3 separate regions of the Mus musculus genome follow, and regions 2 and 3 are each linked to region 1. The links are chromatin contacts, called in public Hi-C and promoter capture Hi-C maps. All regions are on one chromosome and are shown on one strand. The core of a region is the stretch at or near the end of the contact, and the rest is flanking DNA. Distances in the headings are between cores, read along the strand shown.

Region 1 (4,176 bases), core at 842-3,341:
AGCTAGAACTCATTATGTAGACCTGGCTGGCCTGAACTGGCCTGAGTGCTGGGATTAAAGGCATGCACCATTAGGCCCAGCTAGAAGAGAAGATGATTAAGAGAGAAAGGGGTAATGTGTTGGACTGTCTTCTAGGATGCTGTTAAAGGCTTTCTTGGAAAACATCTCTGATTTCAAGTTCATAATTAAGCAGGAAATTAAGGGATAATTTTCTGTGCAAAACAACAACAACAACAACAAAATCATGGCTGACATAAGAGTTGAAAGAACACATATCAAAGATTTTGTTTAACTCATTATTAATAAGTAAATTAAGCAGATGTCATAATGAGCTCAAAAATGGAAGTCAGAGGCAGAGACATTTATAGATTTGGAATACTGATGAATCTGCAAAGGGAAGCAAAACTGGCTTTGTTCATAAAGGGGACACAACTAGGCGAGCTTCTTCAGGCAGAATTCAGTTGTACAGCTCAAGTAAGAACCATTTCACCTTGTTATCAGTGGCCTACGTCAGAAGCTAGCAAAGAGCTTAAGGGCAAGCAAGGTATAGAGTTCCTCCAATAAGAGCTAATCAGTCTGGGAGCCATGTGTGTACTGCCCATGGCCCCATGGGTCACATGCAGCCAAGGAGAGTGACGGATAAGGCTCAACACAAAATGACGAAATGATAAACTCACTTTAAGCCTTATAAGGGCTTTTATGGTTTACTCGTTTATCTGTAACCAGACTGCATAGTTCTGTGTGATGTTTATAATTGACTTTGGGGTGTCACCATCAAAAGGTTAGGCACTCTTGCCTAGCCCGTTTTGTACTAAAACCTAGGATTTCCCCTCCAGTTATAAACCAGAGGTAAGGCAGAGGGGCTGGTATACATTTTATCTTAAGATCTTCTTGTTCCATTCTAATCCATAGCTCCTATCTTGGTTCTTATACACGGGCATTTTGGGGGTTTTCCCTCTAACTCTTGATACTAAATATTAGCATGGATTAAGTGCCTACTTGAAGATTTTAATATGAAATACCCCAACAGGCTCATGGTTGAACAGTTGGTCCCTAATTAGTAACACCATTTTGGAAGGCTGTGGAAACTTTGGCGGGCCTGGGAAGTAGGTCACTGAGAGACTGTCTTTGAAGGCTATACCTGTTTCTGCCTAGACTGACTTTCTGCTTCCTGTCCACCAAGAAGCAAGAAACTGCCTGAACATGCTTCCACTAGCTGGCCACAGAACCAACCTAGCATACTGTGGGCTCAATTTTCTGCAACCATGAGCAGAAATAGGTCCTTCCTGTTTTCCGCTGTTTCTGTCAGGTACTTTGCCAGGGTGAAAGTTTCTAACGTATCTGTACTCCTTCACAGAGCCCCAATGGGTAATATTCCCTTTCAGTGTGATATACAAGCTAGAAAAGTTGAGTCACTTGTACAAAAACCTCCATTGCCTCAATCAGTGCCTCAAACAGCATCTTCTCTCCTCCCTTAGTTCTGTACCAGGACACCAGAGGGCATGCTACACCCCAAGCACATCCTACAGTAGATATTCATGCCAGGGGAGCAGTTAACTCTGCTTTCTCTGAGAATCACGTTTCTATTAATCCCGACCTGGGTCCCAGTTTTTATGTACTCATATATTATACACATGAGTGTTTTGCCTACATGTATGAATATGAATCATGTGTGTGCAGTGTTTGCAGAGGCCAGAAAGGGGTGTCAGATCTCCCTGGAACTGGAGTTACAAAGGGGTTGGGAGCCGTCACGTGGGTGCTGGGAGCTGAACCCTAGATCTTCTGCAGAAGCACTGAGTCATCTCTCCGTTCCTCAGTCCCAGTCCTTAAAAGCTATCTCTGCTCAGCCAATACACAATGGCACCTTAAAGAGTCTTTTTTTTTCTTTTTGATCGTTTGTTTTGTTCTTTGAGACATAGTCTTGTGGTAGATAGTCCTGGGGCTCATTATATTGGATGTTAATTCCGTTCTCCTGTGAGTGGTTGTGAACAAGGAATGAGTCACCACTCAGGTGATTTCCTGTAGACCTGCTTCCCACCTTAATTTGTAAAATAAAGGAGAGCTGATGATTGGGCAGATAAAAGGGAAGGTGGAACAGAAGGTAGGGGAGGGAAGAAGGGGAAAATGGAAGAGGGAGAGGGTGTAGAGGAGGAAGAAGACTAAGAAAAGCAGAGCAGAAGCACATGGCCTGGAGAAACTGCAAGTTCTAAGTTCAAGTTCTGATAAGATGGAATGAAAGACCCACAATGTGAGGGCTCCCCCACATTCTGACTCAGGAGAGGCGACACCCCAAAATCACCCACAAGAAACGGGTCTTGCTGCAAATTGCAAGAGGATTTTTATTCAAGAGCGCTCTCGGGCCCATGGTCATACACCACACAGGGTAGAGGACCTTGGCGCTCCGAGTAGCTGGGTAAGGGGGTATTTAAAGGAAGAAACCAGAAACTCAAGGAAGTGGGGAGGGCGTTGTTGGAAGATACCAAAGATACCAGTTAAGAGTCACAAGGAAGTGTAAAGTTACAAGAGTCACAAGGAATACCTGGTAATTGTTAACTCTCAAGACAGCTTCTAAGAGCCCCTAACAATAGAACATTTGCATTGCAGGTTCTGGTAATGGCCAGGGTGACTTTCTTTGAATGAGCACTCTTTGAACCCAGGAAGCAGGTGGGTAGAGGAATGTCGCTATCTCTTTTATGATTAGCATACCTTTACAAAGGCCACATTCCCAAGCCTGGGCCTAAAGGCCTAGAATTCTGTTTTTACGTTGTTATACTTTCAGGAGAAGATGGTAGTGTAGCGGTAGATCTGCCCAATCTAGGCGCATGGCTTGTATTCATATTAACTGAGTTGTGTTGTCATTGCCGGGGCATATTTGGGAGGAGATTTACCACAACATAGTCTCTCTACACAGTACTAACTGTCCTGGAACTTACAATGTAGACCAGGCTGGCCTCCAACTCACAGAGATCCATCTGCCTCTCTTTCTGGAGTGCTCAAAGAAATGTGGTGGTGGTAGTGGTGGTGTGTGTGTGGGGGGGTGTAGTTTGTTTGATTAATTTTTGTTTGTTTGTTTTTAATTTTCTTGTTTGGGGTTTTGTTTGTTTTTGAGGTGACTATCTCTACATGGGCCCAGGAAGCAAATATTTATCCAAGTATTCCTGAAGAGAAACACAGACACTGCAGATGAAGTTCGAAGGTTGGGCTAAGTGTTGGTTTAGATCAGGGGTTAACAAACCAAAGCCATAGCCAAGTTCACCTGGTGTTTGTAGTATAATGATTAAAATTCTCAAAAGAGCAGGGCACTGGTGGTATACACCTTTAATCCCAGCACCCAAGGGGGCAGAGGTACTCTGAGTTTGAGGCCAGCCTGGTCTACAGAGTAAGTTCTAGGCCAGCCAAGGCTACACAGAGAAACTCTGTATACAACAATAGCAACAACAGTGATAGATAGATAGATAGATAGATAGATAGATAGATAGATAGATAGATAGATTTTATTAAAAATATGTATCAAGGGCTGGAGAGATGGCTCAGCCGTTAAAGGCTAGGCTCACAACCAAAAATATGTATCAAAAGAGAAGTTTTGACATGGAAATTACTTAGCACTCAAATTGCAGTTTCTGTATTTTCCTTGGATGGTTTCATCCATCAGTGTGACATTCTTGCTCCCTGTCTTCAAGCTGCAAGAAAGGCAAAGTCTAGAGAACAACAGCTTCTTCACAGCTCCCAGCCAGCACTGACTTTCTACTTGGGAATAATTTCTCAGAAAGCTTAGATAGCTCTGACGAACCTAAACACTGCACATCCTAAATCCCACAGATTTTTGAATTATGTAATGGGAATGAGGCTTGGAACCCGGAGCTTGAATAGCACTTTGGAAGGCTCTCCACTGGGCTTCCTGCACTTGGCACCTCCGCAAATTTGTGGCTGTTCTGGTTTGTGTCCTGTGTAAGTCTGCTTGAATTTACCATTAATTACAATAATTAAAATCACGGAGTCTCCTCGGTGGGAATTTTCCAGCTCCTAGACAGAAATATTTTCTTACAAGCTCCCTCTACTGGCCTGTTCTCAGAAGGACACTTCTTTCTCTCTCTCTCTCTCTCTCTCTCTCTCTCTCTCTCTCTCTCTCTCTCTCTCTCTCTCTCTCTCTCCCTCCCTCCCTCCCTCCCTCCCTCC
Region 2 (4,176 bases), core at 691-3,190, 410 kb before region 1:
GATGGCTCAGCAGTTAAGAGTACTTCCTGTTCTACCAGAGGAAATAAGGGTTAGTGCCCAGCATCCAAGTCGGGAGCCTCACAAACAAGATGTGAACAAGCCGGATGTTGTGGCGCACGCCTTTAATCCCAGCACTCGGGAGGCAGAGGCAGGTGGATTTCTGAGTTCGAGGCCAGCCTGGTCTATAAAGTGAGTTCCAGGACAGCCAGGGCTATACAGAGAAACCCTGTCTCAAAAAACCAAAACAAACAAACAAACAAACAAAAAAGGATGTGCAAACAAGATTGTGCTAAGTGCCTCAGGCACCAAACACACAGGCTAGGGATGTGGCTCAGTTGGTAGGATGCTTGCCTAGCGCTCATCAAGCCCTAGGTTAGACCCCAGCATCCTATAAACCAAGCATGGAGTGCACACATGTAATCCCATCCCCAAGGATGTGGAGAACAAGAGGAGCATTAGCTCAAGGTCAGTCTCCGCTAGATGCCAAGTTTGAGGTCATCCTGAGCTCCATGAGATCTTGTCTCAAAGGAAGATAGGGGGTGGGCTGAAGAGGTGTTTCAGTGTTAAAACTTCAGTACCCACATTTGTTAGCTCATAGCTGCCTGTAATTCTAGCTTCAGGACATTTGGCGCCCTCTTGGACTCTATGGGTACCCACCCACACATGCATGCATCCACACCCACAAACACACACATATATAAAAATAAATATTAAGAAATAAACAGTAAGCCTGAGGAGATGGCTCAGTGGTTAAGAGCACACACTATCTGCTCTTCTAGAAGACTCAGGCTCCATTCCCAGCACCCAACCACCTGCAGCTCAGGTTCCAAGGGATCTGATACCCTCTTCTGGCCTGCACATGCTGCACAGACATACATGCAGGCAAAACACCCATACACACAAAATAAAGCTAAATAAATATTTTTAAATAAATAAAATGGGATAGCTGGTCATGGTGTCACATGACTTTAATCCTGGCACTCAGAAGATAGTGGATCTGTGTGGATTTAAAGCCAGCCTGGTCTACATACCGTGCTCTAGCCCAGCCAGGGCTACATTGAGTCTTTGTCTTAAAACCAAAACAAGACAGGCAGGCAGGCAGGCAGACAGGAAGATAGATGATAGATAGATAGCTAGATAGATAAATCTGGAGAGACGGGTCAGCTGTTGAAGGTTAAGCTAACAACTAAAAAGAAAAAAATAAATCAGTAACTGCACACATGCACAGTATGTTAGGTGAATTATTGTATAATGTCAGTAAAGTAGTCGCATCTACCAAAGATCAATCGAGGCACTATGGGTCCTCCTGTGGAAAAAAAGGAGTCACCAACAGTAATATATGGGTGGAGGCTCATGTCCGGTTCTGTCTTCTCCCCACTTTCATCTCCTGAGCTCAGCATCCTCAGACAACCTGTTCAAGGGTCTCAAACAAGACCAACCATTGGCCAAAGTGATAGCTGGTGGTAACCAGGGCTGTCCATGTATCAGTAGCACCAATTGATAATGCTGCTAAGCAAGGCTGTCATCTGCCTGTTTACTTTGCTTTGATTTGTTTTACTCTGGTTTACTCAGTCCCAGGTTCCCCCAATAGGCAGGTCAATCCTCCCCATTCCCTTCTGTAAGCAAGGGCAACCCACACCCTCGTGAGCCTTCCCTCCCAGCCTCCTGTGTTTGAGCCGAGAGCCTTCCCAAGTGAGGAATCTGAAGTTGTCAAGATCCCTTCAGTCCCAGCAGAGTGGGCTCCTGATCAGATTCTCTCCCAGACACTCAGCCTCACTTGGGAGCAGAAGCTAAGACCAGATGAGCTCAGGAAGAGCTCATAGGTGTCCCTGAGGGGCCCAAGCATTTGCTGCCTTGCTGCTCTGCATGGAAAAACAAGGCTGGGTGGGGGATGGCAGGCCTGTTTGCACACCACACTGTTCAAACAGACTCCCCTGCCGCAGACACCTGTGCGGTGGAGGACAGGGCAGGCAGTGGCAGGGGCTCTCACCTCTTCCAACTCTTTCACAGCCACCCTGACAGCTGCTGCAGAGTCCTGGCCACATCATGCCCCGTGCTGGGGTCTGCGGCTGCTGGGGTGGCCAAGTATTGCCCCTGCTTCTGGCCTATATCTGCTACCTACTGCTTGGGGCCACCATCTTCCAGCTGCTGGAGAAGCAGGCAGAGGCTCAATCCAGGGACCAGTTCCAGCTGGAAAAGCTACGCTTCTTAGAGAACTACACCTGCCTAGACCAGCAGGCCCTGGAGCAGTTTGTACAGGTGAGAGTACAAAAGAATGGGACAGGAAGAGTGGGGAGGCAATGGAGGGGCTAGTGGCAGGAACAGAGCCACTACCCAGAGGTTGGTTCCCCTTTGGAAGCAGAGTGTGGAGGAAGCTTGAGCCTGGAGAGATCTAGTCCGGGGCCCCGATTCTCAGGTCTGTTATGTGACCTTGCCAGTCACTTAACCTAAATGTCCTCATCAGTAAGATGAGAAGAAAAAATATATCTGGGATTGGGAAGTTGGCTCAGCCAAGCATCTGCCAAACAAATATAAGGACCTGAGTTCTAGACCCAGATGTCCCCACACCCCCAGAGGTGGGCGGGCAAGATGGCTCAGCGAGTAAAAGCACTTGGCACGGAGCAGAGCCTGATGGCTGCCGTTCAAGTCCTGAAACTCACATAGGGAAAGGAGAGACAACTCCTGGAAGTTGTCCTCTGATCTTGACATGCACACAATGGTACATGCATTTCCACATGCATATAAACACACCCATATCCACACACACTGTTATGTACTAATTAAAATGTAATTTAAAAAAAAAAAGTCAGGCATGGCGGCTTGTAATCTCAACACTGGAACGGCCTAGACAGGCAGATCCCTTGGGCTCTATGGCCAGCCAGCCTTGCCAAATGGGCAAGCCTCAGGCCAGTAAGAGAGCCAGTCTCAAAAAAAAAAAAAGAAAAAAAAGAAAAAGAAAAAGAAAAGAAAAGAAAAGAAAGAAAGAAAGAAAGAAAGAAAGAAAGAAAGAAAGAAGGAGAAAAGGAAAGGTGGAAAGCTAGACAGACAGCTTAGTAGGAAAGAGTACTTTGTAAGTAGAGGGACCTGGCCCCCATGTACATCTCTGGGTATGGCTGCAAGTGCCTGTGACCCCAGCATTGGGTTGGTGGGTTGGGGAGACAGGTGGATCTTGAGAGCTCACTGGCTAGGCCAGAGCAGCCTAACCAAAAGGGCTAGCTCTATTTCAGTGACCCTGTCTCAAGGCAAAACCCAAACAAGGCCGATGGCTCTGTGGAATGACACCTGTGGTTGAGCCCTGGCCGCCTGCACAAACATATTCGTACACAACTCTGCACATAAGCAAATGGGAATAGACACATGTACATCCACAAAGAAAATGCACCTGCAGTCGACACACATGAACTGTCAGTCTTCAACACTCCAGAGATGTCCCCTCTCACACTCGCCCACTTCTCAGACTGCTGCTCCATAGGCTGGCTCCCAGCCTATCTCCCTGGGTAGAGACACACACAAAGGTTAGAACGAGCTGGGCTGGTAGACAGCGGCCAGGTGGGGTGGATGAAAGCTGCCAGAACTGGACCCCTAGGTGGTCTTACTTCCTGCCTGGGTTCCTCCTGCCTCCCTCTCTTTCAGAAACAAAGCAAAACTAGGTATTTTGGGCAAAGGTGGGGCACTGAGAAGATGGACAGACAGGTGGAACAGGTAGTATTAGCGAACACCAAACAACAAGCCAAGCAAAGCTGGCACAGTGAGAATGTGCATTCATTGGTAGGGACGGGGCTCTGGGCCACCATCATTTAGCACCTGTGGCTGAGCACCCTGCAGGTGCTTTCTTCCCAGTTGCTTACTGCAAGCACTGCCTTCAGCTTGCAGGTGAGAGATGCAGGGTGTCGACAAGTCTGCACAGTCACTGGCTGAGGCAGAACTCACACCCATTCTTCTCGCTGGGGAGCTCTCTACTTTTCATTCCATGAACCAGCTCACCCAGTGAGGACAGGGCACTGCTGAAAGCGAGAATTTTTAAGGTGGAGTCTGTGGCCCTCCCTCACCAGCAGCAACGCCTGAGAGCATGTCAGGAGAGCAAGCGTCAGCATCCACCCAGACCTGCTGACTCAGGCACTTTGGGTGAGCTCACCAGGTGGTGCTGAGGCCCTGAGACTTCTCTTGGGACTGAGA
Region 3 (4,176 bases), core at 894-3,393, 360 kb before region 1:
AAGTGACCTTGGCAATAACCTGGGTTGTTTGGAGGTTCCCATGGAACCTTTTGGGTCAACAATTAAATCAGATATAAGCCATTCCAAGTACTGGAATTTCCATTTGGTGACAAGAGTTGGGGCTCTGTCTTCCCTGTTATTTGGCAATTTCATTTATTGCACCTTCATATATGTGTATATCTCAGGAAGCTTCTACTGTATCAGGTTTCTGTATGACTCCTTCCTTAATTTCAGCTCTCCTTCCCCGTATCACTCACTTCTCTTGTTCCCTTCTTCCCTCCCTCCCCTTTTGATACTCGAGTTCCAGCCTGTTCCTGTCTCATTCATCTATAACTATCTATTTTATTTTCCATTCCTAGGGAGATCTATCCCTGTCACCCGGTCCCTTTCTTACCTAATCAGTGGTTCTGTGGATTGCAGTTGGGTCTCATTTGGCCTTACAGCTAGCATCTACATCCACATATAAGTATTTTGAATACACACCATGTTTGTCTTTCTGGGAACACATTACCTCACTCGGGATGACTTTGTTTTTCTAGTTCCATCCATTTACCTGCAAATTTCATATTTTCATTTGTTTTTAACAGCTTAGTAAACTTTCTTTATGTAAATGCACTTTTTTTTAAATCTATTCATTTGTTGGTGGATATCTGGATCTAAACACTGCTTTTGAGGATAGGTAGGGCACATGCCCAGATGTAGATGGCCAACAAGAAAACGAACTCAAGAGCATCTTCGGGAGTTCTGTGTCTGAGAATGTTGTCAAGGCTTTTTTTTTTTTTTTTTTCTTTTTCCTTTTAAACCTTACAGGCCCTTTGAGTATATATTGTGACTTCTGGTGTTGTGTTTTTATACAATTCCCATGGGTGTGGCTGTGTGTGCCTCTGTGTCTATGTGTTTCTTGTGATTTTTCTTTGGCCCTTTTCCTTCTGTTTGTTTCTTTCTATTTCAACTGGCTTGTTTTTTCTTTTTATCATATTATTACATTACATACTATTATACTACAACCCCTTAGATGCCTGCTAATTTTATTTTCTCTTCTGTGTTTATTTTGGGGTTCCTTTGTGTAGCTCTGACTGTCCTGGAGCTCACTCTATGGATCTTTGAGATGGCTTGTGTCGCCATGCCTACCTCCCAGTTTTCTAAGGAGAGACAGAAAAGAGGTCAATCTGGATGGGGGGAGGTGGGGAAGAACTGGGAGGAGTTGAGGGAGAGAAAACCATAATTAAACAATATTGTATAGAATAAACTATTTTCAATTAAAAATATTTTAAACAAAAATAAATAGATAAATAAATATATGAATAAATACCTAAATGAGTACATAAATCAATAAAAGCCAACAAGTTGGAAGATGAGGACTAACATGTAGTACAACCAATTTAAACTTATCCTCAACTAGGTGACAGATAAGTAAGACCCAGGCTCTGATTTGTTTTATTTGGCTTTGATAATTACTGGGGAGTAACCCCTAAGGTACTTTTCTAACTGCTGACCTGGCTGCCTCCCCAGCAGTGTACCCCAGATACTTGCTGTTTCTCCTGGCCACAGGCTCATGGTCCATCTCCTCTCATGATGGCTTCCTCTTTTTTTTTTTTTTTGTTCTTCCTTCTCCTCCTGGTCTCTGCTTTCTCTTCTCTACCCCCAACCTTGTAACTCAAAACCCACTTACCTCTAATCCTTCCAGTCATTGTCTGTAGCCAATTATTTTTTTAATAGTTTTTTTTTTTTAAACAAGGAACAAGATCTGCACAACAAAAGTCTGTAACTGAGAGAATTCACTCCGAGGCCTAGACCTTTTGGTACAGAATTAGCATTACAATATGTAGCAACAGACCTAACCTCAACACTAATACTCAAGGTTGCTCCTCAGATCTCTATCTGTGCTCTCTGGCACGTGCATGTATATACATGTGCTCACCACACACACACACACACACACACACACTAAAAGGAAGTGTAGGTGTAGACTCGGTTTTAAACTGGACAGTGGGTAGTCATCCCACACACAGTTCTGTCCCACTCCACAGAAACCGGGCAGAAGCTTCCCCCAGGCCAGGCTGGCAAAGCCCACCCTGGGGGTGGGGATGGGGTGGGGGTCTGTCCTGCTCTGAATCACTCTAGGCAGTGGAAAAGTGAGATGCCTCCAGAGAGGAGCCCCACCCTCATTCTGGTCCAGGTTGATTGAATCAGGCCTAGGTCTTGGCTGACTCCTTTCAGACTTCTGAGTGTGCGGTGTCTCACCCCATCCCTTTCCACTACCAACCCACTCACAGCCCAGCACTTTGTCATTTCCCATCAGAGGCTCCTCCAAGGGCCCCCACTGTCCCAAGCCACCTCATCTCACGGTCCCGTCTTAAGAACTGAGCCATAAAGGCCAAGAACATCCCAGACACACAGAAAACAATGAGTCAGCCACACCGGAAGCAAACACACAAACAGAACCAATGTCTAAGACCCACGAGCCTGAGGTGTCCTGAGACAAATTTATCCTACAGACCTTAGACGTGCAAAATGGCACCTGTAGGCTGTTTACAGAAGCCTACAATAGTTGGTTACAACTTAAATGCCCACCAGTAGGGACTAGTTGGAAATGATGCTGTATTTAAACAACAGGACCCTGCAGCTATGTAAAAGAATGGGGCAGTACTTGTTAGCATTTGTCTTTTGTGAGGTTTGTTTGTTTGTCAATTTGATACAAAGTAGAGTCATGCTGGGCATGGTGGCGCACACTTTTAATCCCAGCACTAGGGAGGCAGAGGCAGGTGGATTTCTGAGTTCGAGGCCAGCCTGGTCTACAAAGTGAGTTCCAGGACAGCCAGGGCTATACAGAGAAACCCTGTCTTGAAAAACCAAAAACCAAACCAAACCAAACCAAACCAAAAAAAACCAAGGTAGAGTCATCTAGGAAGAAAGACTGTCAGCTGAGGGATTGCCATCAGATTGGCCTGTAGGCAAATCTGTGGGGATGGTTTCTTGTGGGAGGGTCCAGCCCACTATGGGCAGTGCCACCCCTGGACAGGTGGTACCGGGGTGTTGTGCTGGTTGTTTTTGTCAACTTGACACAAACATATCTGGGAAGAGGATAATCTCAATTGAGAAAATGCCTCTGTAACACTGGCCTGTCGGCAACTCTGTGGGCATTTTCTTGATGAATATAGATATGGAAAGGCCCCACCAACTGTGAGTGCTGCCAGCCCTAGGCAAGGAGTTCTTGATGGTAATGAACAAGCAGGCTGAGCCAGCCACAGGATGCAAGCCCGTAGGCAGCGTTTCCCGTGGCTTCTGCTTTAGTTTCTGCCCCCAGGTTCCTCCCTGAGTTCCTGTCCTGACTTCCCTTCAAGCTGTAAGATGATATAAACCTGTCCTCCCTGGGTTGCTTTTGGTCATAGTATTTATCACGGCAGCAGAAAAGCAAACAAGGGTAGGGAGAAATCTTTTTGTACTGACAGAACAACCTTCAAGGTGCAAATGGTGCTAGGCGGGGTGTCTGGGGAGAATCCCTTCCCCAGGGAGAGGCAAACAACACCAGCCATCTCCTTACAAGGTCCGTTCTCTCCTGGGAACCTGCAAGTGAACTGGGTGAGGGATGACTGACAGGTTCCCGAGTGACCCCACAGCAACAGTATAGGAAAGCCATCATGGATGGAACCCCTCTCCCATTAGCCTCCCGAGTCTAGCCTCCTCACCCTCTCCTCATCCACAAACGTGGATGTAACCGTTCACAAATGTGATGGCTCCTCTCAAGCAGGCACAGCTGATGCTGATCTGTTGGAGGTGACAGCCATTTTGTTCCTAGGACCATGTACTACACTGGTGGAAGTTGGATCTCAGTGCTTGACCAGCTGAGAAGGGAGAATCACGGGACTTGAGGCCACTCTGGCTGGGAAGTGAGATCCTGTCTCATGATAACAAAACACACAAAAAAGATACTAATGTTGAAATGGGAACCAAAGACAGTGATGGGGTAGGACTTACTGACTTTTGAATCATAGTGCTTTTTAAAAGGACAGTAAAATTGTTAAGCCTCCAATGTAAAGATGTCTCTCACTTCCAGTCTTTTTGTCCATGGGTGTTTATAAAGGGTCTTTTAATTCCTGGGCAGGACTTCCACATGCATGTCCACGTGCAAAAACACACACACACACACACACTTTTTAAAAAAGATTATTTTAT

The links. Promoter capture Hi-C pulls out the DNA fragments that hold promoters and counts their contacts. Hi-C and Micro-C count contacts between places; a contact is called where the count stands out from the background.
Region 2: a contact with region 1 is called in a promoter capture Hi-C map of stem cell-derived epiblast-like cells, with 4 times the contacts expected there. The contact joins the promoter of Kcnk16 here to the enhancer-like site in region 1. A contact is called at or near these places in 19 of 39 promoter capture datasets (the 3T3-L1 cell line, 3T3-L1-derived adipocytes, the C10 cell line and 12 more), 1 of 484 Hi-C or Micro-C datasets (granulosa cells), 1 of 115 datasets of contacts at active chromatin or transcription factors (embryonic stem cells) and 1 of 9 other capture datasets (liver).
Region 3: a Hi-C map of embryonic stem cells shows a contact between it and region 1, with 1.9 times the contacts expected there. The contact joins two enhancer-like sites. A contact is called at or near these places in 5 of 39 promoter capture datasets (the 3T3-L1 cell line, cranial neural crest, liver and 2 more), 2 of 484 Hi-C or Micro-C datasets (both in embryonic stem cells) and 4 of 115 datasets of contacts at active chromatin or transcription factors (bone marrow-derived macrophages and embryonic stem cells).

The regions. Positions count from the first base shown.
Region 1 is chr14:19,859,201-19,863,376 of GRCm38.p6, reverse strand. No RefSeq gene overlaps it. Among named protein-coding and RNA genes, the nearest start is that of D14Ertd670e, 22 kb to the right of the region's middle. Within about 2 kb of position 2,091, at least 19 of the 459 cell types and tissues checked have an H3K27ac peak or open chromatin away from gene starts, as enhancers often do. A contact at or near this core is called in embryonic stem cells and stem cell-derived epiblast-like cells, where this site is marked.
Region 2 is chr14:20,267,033-20,271,208 of GRCm38.p6, reverse strand. It overlaps Kcnk16 (potassium channel, subfamily K, member 16), which reads left to right and starts at 1,940. Exons shown (of 5, transcript NM_029006.2): 1 at 1,940-2,259. The coding sequence starts at 2,047.
Region 3 is chr14:20,215,103-20,219,278 of GRCm38.p6, reverse strand. No RefSeq gene overlaps it. Among named protein-coding and RNA genes, the nearest start is that of Kcnk5, 35 kb to the right of the region's middle. Within about 2 kb of position 2,143, at least 32 of the 459 cell types and tissues checked have an H3K27ac peak or open chromatin away from gene starts, as enhancers often do. A contact at or near this core is called in embryonic stem cells and stem cell-derived epiblast-like cells, where this site is marked.